Linked DNA regions of Ovis aries: regions 1 and 3 are each linked to region 2. A link is a contact called in public Hi-C data. All regions are on one chromosome and are shown on one strand. Each heading gives the region's core, a stretch centred on a gene start, on an enhancer-like site or on the middle of the called end of the contact. The rest is flanking DNA. Distances are from core to core; before and after follow the strand shown. Region 1 holds the start of S100A9 (S100 calcium binding protein A9). Region 2 has its middle 31 kb from the start of S100A6. Region 3 holds the start of LOC105605551 (protein S100-A15A).

Evidence for each region. Hi-C and Micro-C count contacts between places; a contact is called where the count stands out from the background.
Region 1: a contact with region 2 is called in a Hi-C map of blood, with 4 times the contacts expected there. The contact joins the promoter of S100A9 here to the enhancer-like site in region 2. A contact is called at or near these places in 8 of 16 Hi-C or Micro-C datasets (blood, hypothalamus, liver and 3 more).
Region 3: a contact with region 2 is called in a Hi-C map of tail adipose tissue, with 5 times the contacts expected there. The contact joins the promoter of LOC105605551 here to the enhancer-like site in region 2. A contact is called at or near these places in 12 of 16 Hi-C or Micro-C datasets (blood, hypothalamus, liver and 5 more).

What each region holds. Positions count from the first base shown.
Region 1 is chr1:103,734,226-103,736,925 of ARS-UI_Ramb_v3.0, forward strand. S100A9 (S100 calcium binding protein A9) reads left to right here and starts at 1,441. Exons shown (of 3, transcript XM_012181723.3): 1 at 1,441-1,469; 2 at 1,752-1,975. The coding sequence starts at 1,826.
Region 2 is chr1:103,962,047-103,964,746 of ARS-UI_Ramb_v3.0, forward strand. No RefSeq gene overlaps it. Among named protein-coding and RNA genes, the nearest start is that of S100A6, 31 kb to the right of the region's middle. Within about 2 kb of position 1,450, at least 7 of the 54 cell types and tissues checked have an H3K27ac peak or open chromatin away from gene starts, as enhancers often do.
Region 3 is chr1:103,780,384-103,783,083 of ARS-UI_Ramb_v3.0, forward strand. LOC105605551 (protein S100-A15A) reads right to left here and starts at 1,405. Exons shown (of 3, transcript XM_042254059.2): 1 at 1,238-1,405.

The sequences.
Region 1 (2,700 bases), core at 191-2,690, 230 kb before region 2:
CCTTCTGTCATGAGGGAACTCACTGCCAAAACAGGACCCCCAAGTGTGGACTCCCTTCAGTTTCAATGCCCCGTCCAGCTGCTCACTCCACCAACCACGGACCCTCCTTTCCTCCCACCCAGTCACTTCCATCCTAACCAACACTGCATGGTCCCAGCCAACATCTCTGCAGAAAGTCCCCGGGCAACAAACAGGCCTGTGTGTATTTCACACTCATTCATTTCCCCATTCCTGCGCTTATTTATCCAACAACTGTTCATTCTGCACCTACCTACCTAGCAGGCTCTTGCTCCATCCTGGAACCGCAGAGGTGATTTAGGCCACACCCCTGGCTCGGGGAGCCTCGGCAGAGTGGAGGAGAGAGACCTGAAAGACAAGAACTTCAGGCGTTGGCCTGCAGCCCTGCTTTGTTCAGCACATACCACGTTCCATAGTTAACGTTTTTATTTTCCTTTAAAAGTAGTTGACGAGTCTTATAAGCAAGAGTTTTCACAGAAAAAAAAAAAAAAAAAACAGATTTCCTGAACCTTTGGGAGGTCCATTAAATGATCCACTCTCTCACGCGGCTGCCTTCCCCCGAGGATGAGTAACAGCGGCCCCTCAAGTGAGGAATGCTCTCGTTTGCCACAGTCGCCACCGCTCTCTAGGCTCTCCAACCCTGAGACCCATGTCTGCTGTCACAAGTCGCGCTACTGACGGTGCTCTGGGTGCTCTTCAGCCCCCACTGCTTCACCGCTTGGCCCCAGGTCTCTAGCTCCTGCGAGCTTGGGTCTCGGATCCTTGGTCCAGAGCGAAACATGCCCTGATAGAGGCAGCAGAGGGCGCTGTGGATGCACACACAAGGGGCACCCAGGCGAACTTGCCCCGACGACGGCCTAAAACGGAGATTCCCTAACTGAGGAGGGAACCACGCAGGGCGGCGGCAGGCTGTCCTCTGCACTTTCCATCAGCCCAAACAGTGGAGGCAGACCCCTCGCCCTCTTAAAAGCCAGGCCAGACAGGCGCAGGAAGGCTCAGCCATCCTTGTTGGGCTGCCACACGGGGAGCCAGGGTGGGTTGCCCGCCTCAGGGGTCCTCAGGCCACCACCGGCCCCTGGCTATCACAGGTGGGGAGCGCAACCTCGGTGGCTTCCGAGGGGTCCCAGAGAGGGGCAGCCTGCCTCCCGCCTCACTCAGGGGGGACAGGGGTGTGGGGTGCAGGGGAAGTGGACTAAGCAACTAGCTTCCTCCCAAACCAGCTCCGGGCCAGGGCTGGGGAATTTCACAAAAAGTCAAAAAGAGCTCTGTGAACACTTCCTGTCCTGGCCCAGCCCCCTTCCTGGCAGTGAAACAGCCCAGCCTGGGCTTTCCACATAGGCTCACCTATGAAGCAATCTTCACGCGACAGGGCTGAGTGTCTCGATCAGTGGTGTATAAAAACTGGGCCCGCATCTTGCTGTCAAACCCTTCTGTGCGGCTCCTCGGCTTGGGTAAGTGAGCTGCCAGCTACCCCGGGGCCGGAGCCTGCCCACTGACTCTTCACTCCCCTTACCCATCTTCCTCCTTGATTGACTGCTCACTTTAAAGCTTCCTTCCCTTTTCCTTAGGCCATGCTCTGCTGCAGTCTTCTGTCCTCAAAGGCTCTCTTTTGGGCATTGCCTAGACATTGTATAACCCATTCCTCTCATGTCTGGAACTGGGTCTTCTCCCAGTTCAGTTGCAGTCCCCAATTTCTTTTCATTCTGTATTTTCCTCTTCATTCCTGTGTGCAGACAGTAGGAGGGTCAAAGGAAGCTTGACAGTCTTCTAAGCATCCAACTCCATTGCTCAAACAGAAGGCAGAAAAATGGCGGACCAATTGTCACAAATGGAATCCAGCATAGAAACCATCATCAACATCTTCCACCAGTACTCTATACGGCTAAGGGACCCGGAAACCCTGATCCGGAAAGAACTCAAACAGCTGGTGCAAAAAGAGCTGCCAAACTTTCTCAAGGTAAGGCTGGATTCCTGGCAGACCTGACTCAGTCTGGGCTAAGGATGGAGAATGGGGATGCAGTGTGCAACCATCAAGGAAAATGTTCCTGCCCCTCAACCCAGCCTCCAAAGGCAGTGGGCTCCGTGTTTGGAGCAGGATTTGGACCCTGTCACTAGAGGTGGTCCGCAGTAGGTGGCACCAACAGCCTGAGCTTGTACAGGGTGCTAGGTTCCGTCCCAGGCAGGGCACGTAGTGGCCAACAGGGACCCACTGTCTTGAGGGGAGAGACACGTGGCAAACATGTTGGCCAATCAAGAACACAGATAGATCCACCGCCAATAGAGTGCTGTGGGCAGTGTGGACTGGGCAGGAGAGAGGCAACTCGTTAAATACATGAAGGGTCCCTCCAAGGAGGCGACCTTTGAGCTGAAACCTGAGTGTTGGGAAGGGGCTAGGGGAAGCAAGTGACAGCGACTCTTGGAAGGAAGCTAATGAGCCTGCAAGCATCAGATGAACTTAGAAGACCCAAGAGGACTTTTCTAATCCAAAGGCTCTCTGGTAGGAAACAAATAAACCTCATGTGGGAAGGGACCCAGCCCAGCACCAGTGTGGACAAAGCGCTCCATAACATGTTAGTTTATTTCCCTGATCTGAAAATGATCCGGCAGCTCTAAGAAAAGGAAGATTCATTCCACTGGATCTTTTTGTTTTCTTTCCAAATGTGGTGACTTGGGGGACATAGA
Region 2 (2,700 bases), core at 200-2,699:
TTTATTTCCTCCAACGCATCATTCAGCCTGTAATGTCACAAGTGTCATCATTTAACTGCCATGAACATTACTGCCTGTCACAAAAACCAAGACCCTACTGCCTAAGTCATGGCCCCAAAGGGCAGCCGACACAAAGGTCACCCTGGCTTGTAGATTCTCCAACTGGTGGGAGCCGGCTCTGCCTGCCTCAATTCTGACTTCAAGAAGGACAAGTTCACAGTGGCTTTATTTGTGAACAGCATGTTCTCCAGAAGCATCCCAACGCAGGTCCAGCCTGCCATCACCAAAGAGCACAACCCATGTCACAAAGACAAACCCATGTCTCGTGTTTGTTAGTCACAGGTCTTACAGTATCACCCAAAACACCACAAACACCAACTCTGACCATTTCACATTTTTCCAGCACTCATCTCCAAAATATTTCAGGCCTTTATATATTTCTCTCAACCAGAATCTATAAATCAAAATACCTGGCAGTCCAGGAATTAAGACTCTGGGCTTCCACTGCACAGGACTCAAATTCGATTCCTGATCGGGGAATTAAGATCCCACGTGCCATTCAGGACAGCCAAAAAATTAAATTTAAAAAAAAAATACAAGAAAGATGTTCATTAAAAATAAAATTTTTTAAAATAAATAAATTGGGACTTCCTTGGCAGTGTAGCGCAGTGGCTAAGACTGCGGGTTTGCTCCCTGGTTGGGGAGCTAAGATCCCACATACCTGAAAGCCAAAAATCCAAAACATAAAACCAGAAGAAATACTGTAACAAATTCAGTAAAGACTTTAAAATACTAAAACCACCTTAAAATAAACGAATAAATAAGTAAAACATCTAACTTGCTTCTGTTGCCTCCCTGTCCACTGCTACCAGTGCCCGGCCCCTGCCCGGCCTGCCCTGCCTCTGTCTCCCCAGTGCCACAGCTGTCCAAAGCCCTCCCCAAGATGCCTGCAAACTGTAGGAGACTTTACATCCTCACGCTGATCTCTGCTCTGGAGACTGTTTTCTGAAACACCTCTATGAGCAACATGTAACAATGATTTACATGTGAAATTTAATCTTTTCCTCAATTTCCACCTAAAACAAAACAAAGACATACAAAGGACCCACGTCTGCTTCCACTAGCTTCCAGCAAACCGCTCCCCACCCTCTTTCCTGTGTGTGTTTGTGTGTGTGTGTGTGTGTGTGTGTGTGTACACACACGCGCACAGGTGCGCTAAGTCACTTCAGTCGTCTCCGACTCTTTGCAACCCCATGGACAGTAGCCCACCAGGCTCCTCTGTTCATGGGATTCTCCAGGCAAGAACACTGACGTGGGTTGCCACGCCCTCCTCCCCCACCCCTCTCTCGGAGTCCCCTAAACGGGAATGACCTCCCTCCTTTTCCCGCTCTCCCAGCTCCTCTTATTAGAGTAACGCTGCTGCCCTCTCCTGGCCGATTTCGGCAAAGGCCCTGGGCAGCTCTGCAGTCCGTCCCCTTTGTCCTGCCTGCTTCTCTGAACTGAGAGGGCTGATGTCCCCACCCCTCACATATACCATTCCCCACAGCTACTGCTCCCAGGAGTCAAGGACACATCCTTACCTTCTTGGCATCAGGCTGGAAGGGCAAGGGAGAGACCCACGGGCCTGCTCTAACCCACCCAGACAGAAGCCTTATCCTTACCATTAGACCAGCGATTCGCGTTCAGGGGCTGTCTCCTGCTCAGAGCAGGACTTGGGTCTCCCCTCTTTAAATTGGGAGCTTCCTGGGGGTCATTCTATGATTGGGGGCTATCCCCTACTTCTCCTGGCTTCCTCAGGCAGGTGAAAGCAAGCTCAAGGAACAGAGCGGCTGCAGGCCAGATCTCCAGCCGCAAACCAGGGTAAACACAGCAGCTGAGCTTCCAGATGGTGAGGACAGACCAGGGTCACCTTGCCCTGAACTTTGCTGAGATAATGAGAATCAAGGTGTGTTGATTTTTTTTTCCCCTTAGATATTAATCCCATTATTAAAGCGCTATTTTAACTTTTTAAAACATAGGTGTTTGCATGAGCTGGATGAATATGTTAAAAAGGAGGAAACACTGGAAAATCCACACACCCTGGGAGTGGATCATGACAGAAGCTCCTCCCTGACCAGTGCTGTGGTTCTCACACCCGTCTCCCATGAAGGCAAGCGATGACCTCACCTCCCCCCAGGGCCCAGGGCCTTCATTACCCGCACGGCCGGTGCTTCCCCCCTACCTACCTTCCATCACCCCCTGCTGTGTCCTTCTAGGTTCCCCAGACAACATCATGGACTGGCCACACAGGCCAGGGCTGACACAGATACTGGGACTCTTAGAGGGCCCTCAGCAAGAAAAATGAAAGGGTTAGTCCCTCAGTCGTGTCCTGCTCTTCGTGACCAGCCTGCCAGACTCCTCTGTCCATGGAATTTTCCAGGCAAGAATACTGGAGTGGGATGCTATTTCCTTCTCCAGGGGAACCTTCCCAACCCAGGGATCGATACCCTATCTCCTGCATTGGCAAGCAGGTTCCTAGCCACTAGCACCACCTGGAAAGCGCTTTAATTTTCCAGTGCCACTTCCTTTTTCATATATTCACCCAACTCATGCAAGCACCTAGATTTTCAAGAGTTAAATCGTTCAGAAAAGCTTTTAATAATAAAAGAAAAAGAGCATTCCCTGCCCTCCTGCAGGTCCTGTCTTCAAATACACATCATT
Region 3 (2,700 bases), core at 155-2,654, 180 kb before region 2:
TGGAGAATCTGGGGGCAGGGAGCACAGCAGAGCAGGCCAGGCAGAGGCCAGGCCACAGCAGGTGGCTGCTTCCTCCAGGAATCTGCTGCCCACTTGTGTAAGGGCTCCTCTCTGCCCTCCCCACCTGATCCCTTGCAAACTTGGCTCAGCCTCCCTGCCCTGCAGGAAACTGCCACAAACTCAGGACAGGGCTCTGTCCCTTCCCTGAGCCAGCAGCCTCCCAGGAGACAGGATCTGTGTCCTGTCCCACCCCCAACCATGCCCTCAGTTTAGGAGCCCTCAAAATCGAGAAATCAAGGAGCCCTCGAAATCAAGAATGAGAAGAAATTAGACTCTTGGAAGCAAGATGACATATCCCAATGGAAATATTTTTAAACCCCTTGAGAAGGCAAGATACCCACTACCATAAACTATTTTGTAACACAAACAAAATATTGAGATAATTACCCCACCCAGAACCCCAGACGTGCTCAAATATTGTTTTCCTTTTGGGGTTGAGTACAGACAGCACAGGGCCCCCCATCTTGCTCCCACTCCTGCCCTGACTGGCCCTCTCTGAAGGAGTCTGTGTGCCATCTGCACGCCTCCAGGGCCCCCAGAGTCTCTGTGTGTGGGGCTGTTCAGTCCCCAGTGTCAGGAGCATGCAGGGGTGCTGCAGCCTCTTCCAGTCACCCCAAAGCCCCATCCAGGTGCTCTACATGGGTGAACCAGGTGCCCTCAACCCCCTGCTCCCCACTTCTTTTAGAGACGAGATCCCTGTTTTCAGGAGGCAGGGCTATCCTAGAGCATCAGCTGTCCTCCCTGGATTCTGGGCAGATAAGATTCAGGACAACTGGTTCCAGCTCTTACAGAGCCAGTCAGGCCCTAGGCAAAGCAGTTTATGCACAGGATCCCATGCAGTCCTCTCAATGACCTTATAAAGTAGGCATCACGCCTCTGCCCCATTTTCCGGAGGAGTAAACGAAATCCAAAAGGCCTAAGTGAATTTCCCCAAATCACACAACTGACCATTTGGAGCTGGAATCAGTCAGTGTCTTTGGCGTTATAAGACATGTTTTTGATTTGGAAGTCCTTAACCCTTTTGAGGCCACAGTATGCTATTGGGACATCCATCTACAAGGCACACATCCTCCAAAATGGGTAAGCAACTCCTTTCAGCTTATCCTGGACCTGTGCAGGATATCCTGGACCCACACAACCCAGCCACCCCTGCAGCTCTCTCGGACCAGGCACTGACCTGTTGCTGCTGCTGATCCACAGTCTTGATCTGTGTTTTATCCTAGAGACTCCTCGGTGCTCAGGCTGGAGGCAGTTGTGAGAGCAGGGGCTCCTCTGCCAAGTCCCACATCCTGCCCAGCCTCAGTGCCTCCAATTATGGCAGCCAGTGCTGTGACTCTTAACTGCTTCCTCAGCAGCACAACTGACCCTTAATTGCATTCCTGAGATGACCTCACAGGACACTGCTTTCTGTGATTAACTCAGTCAGTTTCAGGGACCCACCTGCCCTCAGAGCCTGATCTAAAGCGTCTCAGAACCACAGAAGATCATGTTATCCATCTCCCCACCTCAGAGCTCATCATCACAGCTCCAGGGCTCATTCGGGGTCAGACACACAACTTAAATACATCTTTGGGGATGTCCTCCCACAATTAGCAGAACCCCAAACTCCAGAGTCTAGAAGCACAGTCATTCATCCAACAAATATTTCTCAAGCAGTAGGCCCTCTCTAGGCAATAAAGAGTAAGACATGAGGCCAAGTCACAGGGTGGGGATGCTTGGAGAGGACAGAGTCACAGTCAGAGAGCACTGGGAACATTACTAATTTAGTGGCAGAAACAGGGTACCCTGGGCAGCCAAGGAGCACTTCTGCCTGCCTGGAAAGCTGAGGAAGGTTTCCTTGGGAGATGCTATTTGCCATGGCCACTTGAAAATATGGTTGCAAGGAGATGCATGGAGAACCAGGCTCTCCAGACAGAGGAAAAGGCTTTGCCCAGGGGCAAAGACTCGGGTGCATGAGGGAGAGTGGCTTGCTTGGGGGGTGAAGTCCACAGGGCATCCGATGAGCAGTTAGAAGAAACAAGACTGGACAAGGCAGGATGGAGACCAAATGTGAAAGGCCTTGTGTGCCAGGCTAGAGCTGCAGCTTTATCCTGCGCAGAGAAACTAGCTGACGAGGGATTCTTAAATGGGTTAGGTGATGGACGAGAGGTGACAGGAGTAGTAGGGCCACCTTTTTTATAAGGAAGTAACCCACTGCAGAGAGGCAGTGATCTACTCTAAAGGGGTCCTGACGTGTAAGCGTGGCCTCCATTCAGGGGCCATCCAGCTGACAGGTTCTTGAGTGACAGGTGAACTGCCTCACCACCACACTCCCCCACTCCCACCCCCAAGCCTTCTCTCAGCCACCCGCTTCCACTTCTGTCTCACCCATGCATCTTCCATGGGAGGACGCACACAGGCCGATGAGTAAATCTCCCAGAAGGGAGCGCCAAAGGACAGTTAATTAACCAGAGATTGTGTCTTGACATGCCTGAAGATTTGAGAGAAAAATAGATATATTGTTAAAGCAAAATGTTTTTCAGTTTACAGGGTGAGCCTTCATCTGCCCAACTTAATGATTTCCTCAGTAAACAAGTGGCTCATCAATACACTTTTATATTTTGAAAATAGAAGCAGGGCTCAAACTTCTAAACGGTAAAA